2 separate regions of the Mus musculus genome follow, and region 2 is linked to region 1. The links are chromatin contacts, called in public HiChIP or PLAC-seq maps. All regions are on one chromosome and are shown on one strand. The core of a region is the stretch at or near the end of the contact, and the rest is flanking DNA. Distances in the headings are between cores, read along the strand shown.

Region 1 (7,104 bases), core at 1,349-3,848:
CTTAGGAAAGGCATTTTCAGAACTGAGTAGCACAATGGAGGCTGCGTGTGGTGTATGTGCTTGGTAGAGTACATGCCGTGGTAGACTACATGCCCTAGATCCGTTGTTAGAGTTGTACCCTGTATGAGGTACCCTACACCCCAGCATCAGGAAGGTGACACAGAGCCTCCAAAGTTCACACTCATTATCAGTTATATTTTAATTTTGTGTTCAAGACCAGCCTGGGCTACATGAGACACTGTTTCAAAAGACTGAGTAGTGCAGCTTCTATGTATCTCTTGTCTTTGGGGTGTAGGGTGCGCTCTGTTGTATACAATTGGCAAGCCAAACTTGTAACAGCACATGTAAAGTCTGCCATTGCATTAATGCTGAAGCTGTTGGTGTGTGTTCTAAGATTTTTGTTTTTGTTCTAAGATTCTTAAAGGCAAATTATAATTCTTCATATGGATATAGAGAAACTTCAGTAAATGCTCAGAAACAGTCTTATAAACTGTGATTTTTTGTTTGTTTTGTTTTGTTTTTCGAGACGGTTTCTCTGTGTAGCCCTAGCTGTCCTGGAACTCACTCTGTAGACCAGGCTGGCCTCGAACTCAGAACCCACCTGCCTCTGCCTCCCAAGTGCTGAGATCAAAGGCGTGAGCCACCACTGCCTGGCAAAACTGTGATTTCATATAGCTATTAAATACTCAAGCCTCCATTGTGTGTTTCTGACATTGGGAGTAAAAAAAAGTACCACAAAGCAACCCCGCTAAGACTCTAATGCCTGCATGTTTTACGGTTCATGCCCAGAAATGAACATTCTTAGTCAGATGTGATAGGTTCAGGAAGAAATAATGTAGGAAGAGGGAGTGGAGTGGCTCTGGGAACGAGCTTCATTCCTAGGAGATGGTCTGTCTCACTGTGATGAAGACTCTCAGCTCTGTGGGTTTCTTCCGTCTGTTTATAATACTCAGGCAGCATGTGTTAAATAAGTAGCCTTTGACCTCTCCTCAGTGCTGCTGAGTTGGCTCCTGACCGCAGGTATTTGCATCTAGACTAGTCATTTCATGTGCATTGTTGTTGGGGAAATTATGTAGATGAAAATTATTTTAAAAATTAGGCATCTGAAGAGATGGCTCAGCAGTTAAGAGTTGACACTGACAGCTTTTACAGAGGACCCAGGTGTGAGTCCCAGCAACCAGCATCACAGCTCCAGTTCCAAGGAGATATGACTCCCTCTTCTGGCCTCCTTAGGTATTACATGTACATGGTGCACAGACAGGTGCAGGCAAAACACCCACACCCACACGTAAAATAATACAATTTTAAAAAATAAACCGCTGGGCAGTGGTGGCACACGCCGTTAATCCCAGCTCTTGGGAGGCAGAGGCAGGTGGAATTCTGAGTTCAGGGCCAGCCTGGTCTACAGAGTGAGTTCCAGGGCAGACAGGGCTACACAGAGAGTCTCGAAAAAACAAACAAACAAATAAACAAACAAACAAACAAACCGTGTACAGCTTATGAACAGCATAGCACTCATCCACATACTGCTTTAGGGATCTGGGGCTTGTGCTTGATGTCATGTAAGTCTCCCAAGGGGTTCGCTGGTTCTCTGAAAAGTTATGTGATAGAAGGCCTTAGTTGTGCTATCAGCACAGCTACAGTTTAACTCTACAGAGCACTCCAGGCTCACGCTGGGGCCTGTTTGTGCCCCAAAGCAAAATTATTTTTATTATGTTCTTAATGCACAATTAACATTAAAAATTTTGTATCTCTCAATCAAACTTTGTTCCCTGTGCCCAGGTGGGTAAGGTACATTTAAACTTTGTAGCCCTAGTTGGCCTGGAACTCACTATGTAGATCAGGCTTTGAACTCACAGAGCTCCACCTGCCTTTGCCTCCAAAGTGCTGGGATTACAAGTGGACCACCATACCTGCTTAGATTTAAAAAAAAAAAGAAAGTATTTTTGTATGTGTGCGCAGGTGCCCACAAAGACCAGAAAAGGGCATCAGAGTTCCTGAAACCGGAGTTAACAGGCCCTTGTGAGTTGCCTACTGTGGGCGTTGGAGACTGAGCTTTGGTGCTTCTAGCTGCTGAGCTGCCCCTACACATCCATACCTTGTCCGGCTTTTCATACAGGTGCTAAGGATCCAGATTCCAGTCCTCACACTTGTGAGGCAAGAGATTCACCCATTGAGCTATCTCCCTAGACCCCCAGATGTTTAAGTGACCTTGTACTTTGGGATCTAACTCTCTTGTATTTTTAGGATGCTTAATTGATATGTTTGCTTATAAATTAAGTTGTACCTTGAGGCCAGTTTCTTACTTTTCATAGCTATTAGGTTGTTTGTTTTTTTTCCCCCAAGTGTTTCTGTGTATAACCCCACTGGCTGTGCTGGAACTCATTCTGCAGACCAGGCTGGCCTTGAACCTTTAGAGTTCTGCATTCTGAATGCTGGGATTAAAGGTGTGCACCACCACGGCCTGACTACAATTTTAAAAGACTAGCCATGCTTTCTCCTTGATTATTTTAGTTCTGACTTGCCGTGATAAGGTGCACTGTGCTGTCACACAGGCTGCGTGGGACTTCTTGGTACAAGACTCACCCATGTATCTGGTTTGTTTGTTGTGGTGTACAGTTCCTTCTCAGGCCTGTGCTTCTACAGTGTTGTTTGTTACTCTCCAGGTGTACTGCTTTCCATTTCAATTTTCATGTTCTGCTTTTATGTGTGTGTGTGTGTGTATACACATGTGTAGGTCAGACAGACAACCCATGGAAGTCTTTTTTTTTTTTTTTTTTTTTTTTTTTTTTTTTTTTTTTTACTTTCCACTAAGTTGGGTCCTGGGAATTGTACTCAGGTCAGTGGTTAGCGGCAAGTTCTGTTACCTTCTTGAACCACCTTACTAGACCCTCTACCCTAGTTTAATAGGAAGACTTGATTTTTATAACTGGTATGACCACACTGCCCGCTCTTATTCTGAGCCTGTGCTTAAGGGACTCTAGGGGATGGGGGGACATTAACTTGATACCTTGGGAACTTCAATTGGTTCTAGCACTCATAAATTACGATCATTCAATGAGTGGTGCAGAAATACAACCCTCACCGACTGTGGCTCAGGAGACTGCTTAGTGATGAACGCCATGACCAAGAACAGTCTAGGAGAAGAGGGCACCTGTCAAGGAAGGACTTAAGGACCAGAGACTGGGACTGACGCCAATGCCACACAGAAACACTGCTTACTGGCTTGCTCGGTTTATTTTCTTACACACCTCGGAACCACGTGCCCAGAGATGGTACTATCCAGATCAGATTAATCAAGAACATGCCCCAAAGAATTGCTACAGGCTATCTGATGGAGACATTTTTATCAGTTGACTTCCTCTTCCCAGATAATTGTAGCTTGTGTCAATTTGATAAAAAGCCAATCAGGAGAAAAGCTAAACTGTAAAAATAAAGGTTCCTTAAAACTTTGTTTTTAGAAACAGTTACCAACTCACGCTAGTAAGAAAGGTGGTTGGTTTTTTTGTTTGTTTGTTTTTCTGGAACTGTAATTCAGAATATTATCAACAGCATTTTGCTTTTACTTACCTTCTCGCACAGTTGGTGTATGAATTCTTCTTGAGATTCTTGGAGAGTCCTGATTTCCAGCCCAGCATTGCAAAGCGATACATTGATCAGAAGTTTGTCCAACAGGTAAGGGACTCTTAGATCTCAAATGTTTGTATCCACGCACTGGCTTAGTAATTAGTTGTTTTTAAGAGTAATTGATTTAGTGGTCTGGAGAAAAAGCTCAGGGGTTAAGAGCAGTGATTGTTCTTCTAGAGGAGCCAGGTTCAATCCCCAGCAGCCATGTGGCAGCTCACAACTGTTGGTGAGTCCAATTTCAGAGGGGCTGGCACCCTCACAAAGACATACATGCAGGCAAAATGGCAATGGAAAAAAAGGGGGGGGGATAGTCATTTAAACATATTCAGTGACTATTCTTGACAAAGTAAAAGCGGCTTCCAAGGTTGGCAAGACACTGGGGTCAAAGTGCTGCTGTTCCAGAAGCTCTGTTCGATTCCCAGCACCCAAGTCTGGCAGCTCACAAAAGCCTGTGAATTCCAATTCTAGAGGGTCAGATGCCGTCTTCTGGCCCCCACACACGCTCACTCGTCTTCTGAGTAGCTTTCAGCAGTTGAGTTTTATATCCAGAGTGTGCACCCAATGAAATTAGTCAAACTGCCCTTTCTGCAGTGCCTCAAAGTTCGGGATTTAAGACTTTGACTTGCCGTGTTTTAATCATTGTGACTGAGCTGTAGATGTCTTTCTGTACACCTAGCATCTGAACACCAGCTGCCTGTCTCCACCCATCCCATCCCCCCTTTGCACCACAGGTTCCTTAAGCCACAGTTAAAATAAAATGGGACCTTGAGAGGAGATAGCTGAGCACATGGAATGAATGCCTTCTTGGTTTTTAGAAATGGGTATTACTTCTATTTCTGGACACTAACATGCAATTAATTTCTAAGAATGTGCCCATTTTTTTTTTCATTGTCAAGATCCTTAAAGACTTAACAGCCTCTCTTCTGTCGTTTGAAATTGTCTGGCCCTAGACAGAACTGTCAAGTGAACCATTCTATTTCCATTTTCCCTTTTAAAGCCATAATCACTGTGTAACCTTGTTAGGAATCTGATGCTGAGAGAACAATTTGACTCCATTGTGAAGACCTTTCAGACCACTGCTGGGTGTTCTGGATGATAAAGATTCCACATATTGGGGCTGGAGAGGTGGCTCAGAGGTTAAGAGCGCTGACTGCTCTTCTAGAGGTCCTAAGTTCAATTCCCATCAACCACATAGTGGCTCACAACCATCTGTAATGGGGTCTGATCTTCTGGTGTTTCTGAAGAGAGCAACAGTGCACTCACATACATAAAATAAACAAATCTTTTTAAAAATATTCCACATATTTTGAACAGTTCTGGCTCATATATGGTAAATCTCTGCCTGCCTATCCCTTCAAAAACTACATAAGACTAGATGTCCGCTAACAGTACAGCATACACATCAACCAGGGGTAAAGTCAGTCCAAATACAACGGGGCCTTTGGGGCAATTGCAGATAAACAAACGCACATTTACTTTCTTGTATGGTTTGCTGTGGAGTGTACTCAGGCTCTTGTGAAGCCACACACCTTAGACTGTATCTCTGATGACAGCAGATTGAGGGGACCTTGCATATTCGTGCTGCAGTAACCTGGTGCTCTAGGGACTTAGACTGCTGGGCTTCTCTGAGGAGAGACAGAAGCCCAGTAGAGCAGGAACGGTTTCCTGCCTTCTACCTCAAACTCCTGAAGTATCTGGAAAGCCAAGGCCGTTAACTATCTGATTCCAACAGTTCCGTGTACTGCACACAGCTGCGTCTCGGAGGTATCGGGGTTGTGGGGTGTGCTTCTGAAAACTACCATGTGAGAATTCTCAGCTTTGAAAGTTAAAACTCAGAAGAGTAGAAGAGATTTAAGTTAAAAGAGCTGGGGGCAGGGGCGGGGGTGGTGGTGGGGAGGATGGCGGCATACTACATAATTTAAATTTACGTTCAAATAAGATAATCTCCCAAGAAAACTAAGATATATTCGTTGTTTTTTGTGACACAGACCTGTCATTGGATACTTCATCAATGTTATGCTTATTGTAAAAAGAGCCCACATCCAGTGCCACACAGCTTGTAAATGGCACAGTCTGGATTTGAACTAGAGCAGTGTCACCCTTCGTAATGCTGCGGCCCTGTGTTGTAGTGACCCCTAGCCATAAAATTATTTTATTGTACTTCATATCTGTAATTTTGCTGCTGTTGTGAATCATGGGATCCCCAAATGGGTCGTGACCCACGGCTTGAGAACCATGGAACAGGACCTTCTGATTTTGACTGAATTATTCTTAAAAATAGTTTGAGGGCAACAGAGCCAGAAAAACCAGGTTTCCTGGCATGAGTATATTATTTCTAATTAGTTTTATTTAATTACAATACTTCAAAATATGTCTAGATTTGAAACTCAGAGCTAACAACTGCTGTTGAGCTTCGTGCCCCCTTAGAGCTAAGTCTGCGTTGAACAAAACCATCTCAAGTAAACCAACATCAGAAACACGAATTTAAGGCTAAAATGAGAAGGCTAGCCATTCCTAATTATGATCATTTGGACCAGTGCTTTGTAGGTATTTTTGGCTGGAGCCTCACGCAGTATCTTAACCTAGCCAAAAATGAGTGCAAACCACAAGGAAGTTGCTTGTTTAAGGCACGTGAATGTGACTTATCAGTGCCTCAGAATGTCTGCTTGGGTTTGGAATCTGCACAGAAACAATGAAGAAAGAGCTCGCCACCTTCCCTGGCTATGCCCAGCATCTCAGTTTAGAACAGAAGGGTCCGTGCAGTTCTGGAAGACTCTTACGCATTTGGAGATGTTCAAGGCAATCTTACCATGGAACTTTCGAACAGCCTGGCCTCCAAATATCAGTACTCTGGAAGGCAGAGGCAGGAAGATTGCAAATTCAAGGCCAGCATGGGTTACATAATGAGTCTCGGTCTCAAAAATAAATAAATAAAAATAGTAAGTTTTATTAAAAAAAACATTAAACGTAACACTAAAAATTATTCTAGGAAAGAATTTTAAAGTCACTGGCAAGGTTAAAAAAATTATATTTTTAGAAAGTGTTTATATTCTTTGAAACAATACAAAGAATTATGAATTTAGTGAAAATATTTATACTTTTCCTAGTTTCATTTACTTAGCAAAGATAAAAATCTAGTAAGGCAGAATATTTCATAGGTTATCTTACAATCAGAATTAGAAAAAAGAGCGGTTTTAGCTCGATTGTTTTTTTAAAGTAATTTGTCAGATTTCTCTTCAAGCTCCTGGAGCTTTTTGATAGTGAAGATCCACGGGAGCGCGACTTCCTGAAGACCGTCCTGCATCGGATTTACGGCAAGTTCCTTGGCCTGAGAGCGTTCATCAGAAAGCAAATTAACAACATTTTCCTCAGGTAAATTCATCACCGAGAGCAGTCTCCTCCTCTCTTGAGCCAGGCTCCTTCAGCTGAAACCCGACAGAGCTGATGGCACCTCAGGCATCCCTGCCCACTCCGTGG
Region 2 (6,727 bases), core at 102-2,601, 170 kb before region 1:
CCATGACAAATGTAGCACTGTGGTTCCAGCAAGCCCATGCCTCCAGGATACTTCAGGTGCCTGTTACCAATTTACAGGACCATACAGAATGTGGCATCCTCTTGTCTATTGTCCAGCAGTCTTGCTACCTGGCCCCTTCCCCGCTTTGAACCAAGACATGGATTCGGATATAAATGTCATAGACTGAGCCTTTTCCCACTCCTATCAACAGTGTTCCTTACTTTTAAAGTCTAAAGGTAAATTCTACAGAGCAGACCTTTTCCTCTAGCAGTGCATCCCAGGTAATCCTTGATGAAACAGACTCAAGCCTTTGGCCTTGCTGTTGACATGGAGCTGGCAAACATAACATGTCACAGAGGGTCATTCGGCACCTCCCACCTCCTCCAAAATGCACATACATAATTTTCCAAGGATGATTTGAAGTTCTCATGCTCCCTTGCCCTCATGTTGCTTGGGATTGAAGGGTCCAGGGCCTTGCACATGCCACCACACTACACCTCCAACCCTTCTAAGAATTACTGAAAAGCAGCATTTTAGGATTTAATTAAATAGGTCTATAAAATAACTTACTAGTAGTTCAGACACTACTCCTGTGGGCCCTGGTGTGTCTGATATGTGCTTTTGGAACTGGTGCATCCCCCAAAGCCTTCTATTTAGAGTTCCACTCTCACTCCCTTGGGCAGCAGGAGCTCCCCTTTCTGCACCAGCATGGGGCCAGCTGCCAGTTTAGGAAGGTCACTCATGGATGTAGTTTGGTGGCCCTGATTGTCCTCCTTGGATAAAAAGCTAGGAGCTGAATGAAATGGGTATCTATATCACGCTCTTGAGTTTCACAGAAGCCAAGGGCCAGAGCAAAGTGACACTTGCTTCCTGGACAGTGTTGGTCCTGGAGTATCAAGTGGGATGGAATTGTCAAATGAGGCTTTGTCCTCACTTGGCCTTAACCGTGACCTTGCTCCGTGTCCCAGCCCCTGCTACTCCTAGGTATTCCTAAGCAATAGGCAGAGTATGACACAAGAAATATCCCTGTGTAAAAACCTCCCATGGGCTAGAAAGGACCACTTCTAACAAGCCTTCAGGGGTGGGTGGCATGTGTGAACTGGGACACATGGGAAATGTACTTAATGACAAAGCTCAGTGGCTTTCCCTGGGTCCCAAGGCAGGGGATTGATTGGGAAGTGAGTTAAAGGGAAAAACTGCTTAGTGGAGACAGAAAAGCCCCCTTTCCCCACTGTTCCCTGTCTCTGCCTCCCCAGAAGAACCCAACTTGTTTACTCTCATTTACCCAGACCTTTGAGCAGAGAAGAGAAGCTTCAGTCACTCCTGGTGACTTAACACTTCCCCTCCTGAGATGAAGCAAATTACCTGCTTCCTGCCTGCACCCAGGCAACCAGGCTCCTTGAGAAAGCCTCACCTCTAGCCAGAGGGGACCCTTCGTGGCAGAAATGTTCATATCCCTGCTCCATGTACCTGCTGTCTACAGCAGACTCCACCCTCCACTCTGTAAGATCTCTGATCCTTCCACCCCCCCTCACTATCCACAGAGAGTCAGCCTTTGTGAGTTTTCCCTGTGTTTCCAAAAGCTTAAACCCACCCACTTGATCCTGGCTTCCTGCTGCAGTGGAAACAGTCAAGTTGAGACCAATTCCATTTTCAAACCATCCCCTCCCATCTTGTACAAGCCCACCTCTGCAGAGTCCCTTTTGCTCCCCCGCCCCCTTTATTGGATTCACCTAGTGGTTCTTTAAAGACACTACCTTCACACACACACAAGTTGTGAACATACATTTTTTCCATGTGTGTGCCTTTCTTGATCTCTGCTCACTCTGACTACTCAAAATAGTTCCCCAGCTACCTGGCTATGCTCTCCCACCGACTCAGTCCTCAGCATCCTGGCATCTGGCAGGTGCTCTCCTGAGACTGGTCTTGTAATGGTCATCTGGATTCTGAGGTCAGTCATCCAATAGTCCTCAGTCGTCAGCGTTGACACTACTGAATGGCTGAATGGCCATTCCTTTCTTAGTGATAAGATCTTCAGTGTCTTCTGTGACTTTCGATCCTGTCCCGCTGGCCACCCTTGCCCAGGCTTATCCTTCCCCTTGTCATTCTTGGAGCTCACCAGAAGAAGCCCCCAAGTCTGTCCATACTTGTAGCTCCCTAAGTACTTAACCGACCATCAAAATGTTCATGTATTTATCAAATAGATATCCCAAAGCCTCCCTCAATCTACAGAATTATTTTAGTGAGTACCCATTATAAATATACCATAACCTACTAGTCAACCCTGACCACTGATATGTAGGTAGTTTTTAATATTTTAACTTCATGAGGAATATTTGTGTAACAGTTCTTGCATGTAACTGAACAATGCTAATAAGACTAGTGAGGTAGTTCAGAGGGTAAGGGTGCTTACCATCAACTGTGAAAATCTGACTTCAAGCCCCAGGGTTCATATGGTGAGGAAAGAAGCTACTGCACACACACACACACACACACACACACAACACAAACACACACAAAATATGTAAGCGAGATTTTGCTTTTGTTTTTAGAAAGATTGTCTCTGTAACAGCCCTGGCTATCCTAAAACTCACTTTGTAGACCAGGCTGGCCTGGAACTCAGAGATCTGCCTGCCCATGCCTCCCAAGTGCTGGAATTAAAGACAAGCGCCACCATGCCTGGCTCATGCATGTAATTTTTAAATATGCTAATATTAGTAGTTACGGTCAAATCACTAATTTCCATAGGGAAACTAGGGATGTCTGGAATGTACACTTGATCTTTTGAAAAATAATGTGGGGGCAACCAGAGTAACATTGCCAAGGGTAGTATCAGAATCAAAGAGCATGACTCATTTGGCCCAGGGCAATAGGTCTGGTCTTTCCTCTTCTCAGTCCCCTGCATGAGCAACACCATGGACTGCCAAGGGGTTCTGGCCAAGGTACAGCTCACTCCAGAAGTTATAGGCCATTTGTCTTATTCCCGTCCTGTGTTTTGGCAGAAGAGCCCATCTGCTGGAGCCAGGTGAAACTTAAGTGATTCCAGAAGATTCTGTGGCTGTTTGCTGGTTAAAGAAATTTCTGAGTCGGCCTAGATCCAGATGGCCATGGGAAGTGACAGGCCAGCAGAGATCAGTACCAGTGCAGGCTGATTGCACAGATAGAATGGTTGGATGGGGGATGACACAATTTGAGATTTCTTCAGCATCTCTTTTCTGCTTAGCCTTACTTCCCTAGTAATCTTAAATAGGCTTGGGCTCCATGCACCATCTATGCCCAGACAACTCTTGAATTTTGTGTTTGTAATCTGACTTCTAAACTGAACTCCTGGCTTATGTATCCAACAGCAATGTTAGCATGTCCATCTGGGCATTCAGCAGGCCTCTCCAATTTAACATGCTTAAAATTAAACCTTTATAATGCTGATCCACAAAAAAAAACCTAAAAATTAAAAATAAATAAAAGCCAGGTGTGGTGGTGGTGCATGCCTTTAATCCCAGCACTGGGAGGCAGAGGCAGGCAGATCTCTGTAAGTTCAAGACCAGCCTGGTCTACAAAGTGAGTTGTAGGACACCCAAGGCTATTACACACACACACACACACACACACACACACACACACACACACACACAAACAACTCCATCTTAAAAAAACCTTAATTAGTTGGGCGTGGTGGTGCATGCCTTTAATCCCAGCCTGGTCTACAAAGTGAGTTCCAGGACAGCCTGTCTCGAAACCCTGTCTCAAAAAAAAAACAAAAACAAACAAACAAACAAACAAACCTAATTAATTAATTAAATTTAATAAAAAGCTGATCTAGTCTTGGTTAATAGTAATGCCACCTTCCAAATGTTAGGCCAAACACTTAGTCAGTCTCCAATGTATTTCTCTTTGTCACAGACCAAATCCAGATTCTTAATCATAATCAGATTCTTCCAGGCCACCTCCACAAGTCCAGCTCTGCTTCTATCAACAAAGGAATAACAGATACAGAACTCACTCTCTCATAAACAGCTGTGAGAGTGAGTCAAGGAGACCAAGCAGAGATTTTCAAATATTGTACAAGAAGCAGCACAGATAAGTAAGCCAAGGGGAGGAGCCAGATGACGTGAGCATGCAGCTGTGGAGGTGACTCTCACATAACAGCCCCAGAATGGAGAATGCAAACACACCAGAAGCCTTGCTGAGTTTGAGAAACAAGAAACTGGAGTTTAGGGAAACCAGGTCATCTGGAAATTTCTAGATAAAATGCCAAAAAGGAGAAAGAGCCCCGTATAACACATTGCATATGGCTGAGTGCCAGGCTGTGTATGCACAGGGTAAAAACTCCACACACAGCCAGAGAGCAACCACCGAAGAAACAACACTGAAAACAATCTGAAAAACCTTAGAACCCAACTCTGGCTGGAAACATTAAAGTTCTGGCTCGCCAGAATAGAGAGACCTTGTGATAGATGGTGTCTTTCTTCCAGAGGAGGCTCAGCACTGCCAACTTCACATACTCTTCCACAGTCTGCTCTCCCACATTAAAGGCAAAGTTGAATTCCATTCTCTTTTAACCACAGTTATCATGGCTTTCACCAACTGAGTGCATAGCTATGCAGTGTTGGCTTTGAGGCTAGACTGGAAAAAGCAGTGACACTTCCAGACACCCAAAGCTACACTGCTTCTCCCTTACCTGCCACCGGGGCTGACGTGGATGGTCTCTGAGGATCCTGAAAGAGCTCCTTGGGAGAGCAGGAGGAGGAGACAGCCGCAAATGGGATTAAGTCTCAAGTGGACTGATGCTGGTTATAACCCATTTCAAGATGACCCTGGAAGGCAGGGTGAGGGACATCTGAGGCACCATGTGCCTATCATTCATTGACAAGGAAAGAGAAATCACAGGGAGTTAAAGAAGCAGAAGCCAAGGAGATGGTTCAGAGGTTAAGAGCACTGACTGTGGCTTCCCTTTCAGAGGATCCAGGTTCTGTTCCCAGCGCTTACACAATGATGCACACTTGCCTGTAACTCCAGTTCCTGTAAACCCATTGTCCTCTTCTGGTCTCTGTGGGCTCTTGCATTTATGTGGTACACATAAACTCATACAGACAAACACACATACACATAAATATTTTTTAAAGGAGAAATTCACAGATAGGATCAAGGAGTTGGCAGAGAGATTAGAAAGTCAGAAGTCAGGGTGTCTGCAGGAAGGGCATAAATGCATAGTTATGAAGTACAGACATTTCTGTGATATCTACTAGGAAGCGTTGCCATGGCACCAAGCAGGCAGGATGAATTAGCAGTTGGTGTCTGGGCTGACTCACTGGTCACTGCAGTGCTGGCTCTCACTCAGAAGCACTCATCCAGCAGTCACAGCTCGCCAGATGCAGACACTCTTGTGTTCGTGTGTGTGTGTGTGTGTGTGTGTGTGTGTGTGTGTGTGTGTAACCAGGGGAGGGGGTGTGGGGGTGTTTTGTTTGTTTTCATTTTCTACACAGGGTTTCTTGTGTAGCTCTGACTGTCCTGGAGTTAGCTCTGTAGACCAGGCTGACCTCAAACTCAGAGATCCACCTGCCTCTGCCTCATAAGTGCTGGGATTAAAGGTGTGTGTCACCACTGCCTAGCCAGAAACAGGCAGCCTTAACCAACAGTACCCAGGATAGTACCAGCCCTTTCAAAAGAAAGCCAACCACTAGGCTTGTTTTAAGGGCAGGGTAGGAAGTGAGATGGTTTTCCTGTGTATCCCAGGCTGTCATGGAATTAGCTCTGTGCTCTGTAGACCAGGATGACATTGAACTCAGAGATCCACCAGCCTTTGCCTCCCAAGTCCTGGGATTAAACATGAGTGCCATTATGCCCTGCTAACAATAGGGTTTTCTTTTGTTTTGTTTTTTTTTTTTTGTTTTTTTTTTTTGTTTTGTTTTTTTTGTTTTTCAAGACAGGATTTCTCTGTACAGCTCTGGCTGTCCTGGAACTCACTTTGTAGACCAGGCTGGCCTCGAACTCAGAAATCTGCCTGCCTCTGCCTCCTGAGTGCTGGGATTAAAGGCGTGCACCACCACGCCCGGCTGGTACAATAGGGTTTTCAACTCTGGAAAAATAACTTTACCTGGTCTGAAATTAAAGCCTAATTTGCATGTATTTGTTATGGTTCATGGACTTATGGGTTAAGTGCAAAATTATAAAACTTTCAGAAAAAAGGTACAAGAGAAAAACCTCTGGGTTCTGGGGATAAAGAAAAGACACCAAAAGATGAGGCATGAATGGAAAATCCAATGAATGTAAACTGTTAAGCTGAGACAGCTCATCTGTATAAAGGGTGCAAAGACAATCTACGGGGCTAGGAGATGGCTCGGGGGTAATGTGCTTGCCGTGCAAGCTTAAGGGCCTGAGTTCAGATCCCAACACCCTCTTCAAAAGCAAGGTGTAGTGGCATCCACCTGTAATCCCAGCACTGGGGAAGGTAGAGACAGCAGGATCTCAGAGCTTATTGCCCAGCCTCTAGACCCTCAGTGAGTTCCAGGTTCAGTGAGAAACCTGTCTCCAAATGAGAAAAGGGATAAAGAAAGACACCTGACATCGGTTTCTGGCTTCCACATTCATGTGTGTGAATACTAAACCACAGAGAGAGAGAGACAGAGACAGAGAGACAGAGAGACAGAGAGACAGAGAGACAGACAGAGACAGAGAAAGACAGAGAGAGACAAAGACACACAGAAACAGAGACAGATAGAAACAGAGA

What was found. HiChIP or PLAC-seq counts read pairs in DNA pulled down with a chosen protein or histone mark.
Region 2: a contact with region 1 is called in an H3K27ac HiChIP or PLAC-seq map of T-cell acute lymphoblastic leukemia, with 4 times the contacts expected there. The contact joins two enhancer-like sites. A contact is called at or near these places in 51 of 484 Hi-C or Micro-C datasets (the AtT-20 cell line, B cells, ECoMG myeloid progenitors and 15 more), 8 of 115 datasets of contacts at active chromatin or transcription factors (the HPC-7 cell line, T-cell acute lymphoblastic leukemia, embryonic stem cells and 5 more) and 3 of 9 other capture datasets (adipose tissue, liver and pancreatic islet).

Annotation. Positions count from the first base shown.
Region 1 is chr1:191,358,820-191,365,923 of GRCm38.p6, reverse strand. Ppp2r5a (protein phosphatase 2, regulatory subunit B', alpha) reads left to right here. Exons shown (of 13, transcript NM_144880.4): 4 at 3,583-3,675; 5 at 6,869-6,999. Among named protein-coding and RNA genes, the nearest start is that of Ppp2r5a, 35 kb to the left of the region's middle. Within about 2 kb of position 2,598, at least 7 of the 459 cell types and tissues checked have an H3K27ac peak or open chromatin away from gene starts, as enhancers often do. A contact at or near this core is called in T-cell acute lymphoblastic leukemia, where this site is marked.
Region 2 is chr1:191,525,860-191,532,586 of GRCm38.p6, reverse strand. No RefSeq gene overlaps it. Among named protein-coding and RNA genes, the nearest start is that of Gm32334, 42 kb to the right of the region's middle. Within about 2 kb of position 1,351, at least 14 of the 459 cell types and tissues checked have an H3K27ac peak or open chromatin away from gene starts, as enhancers often do. A contact at or near this core is called in T-cell acute lymphoblastic leukemia, where this site is marked.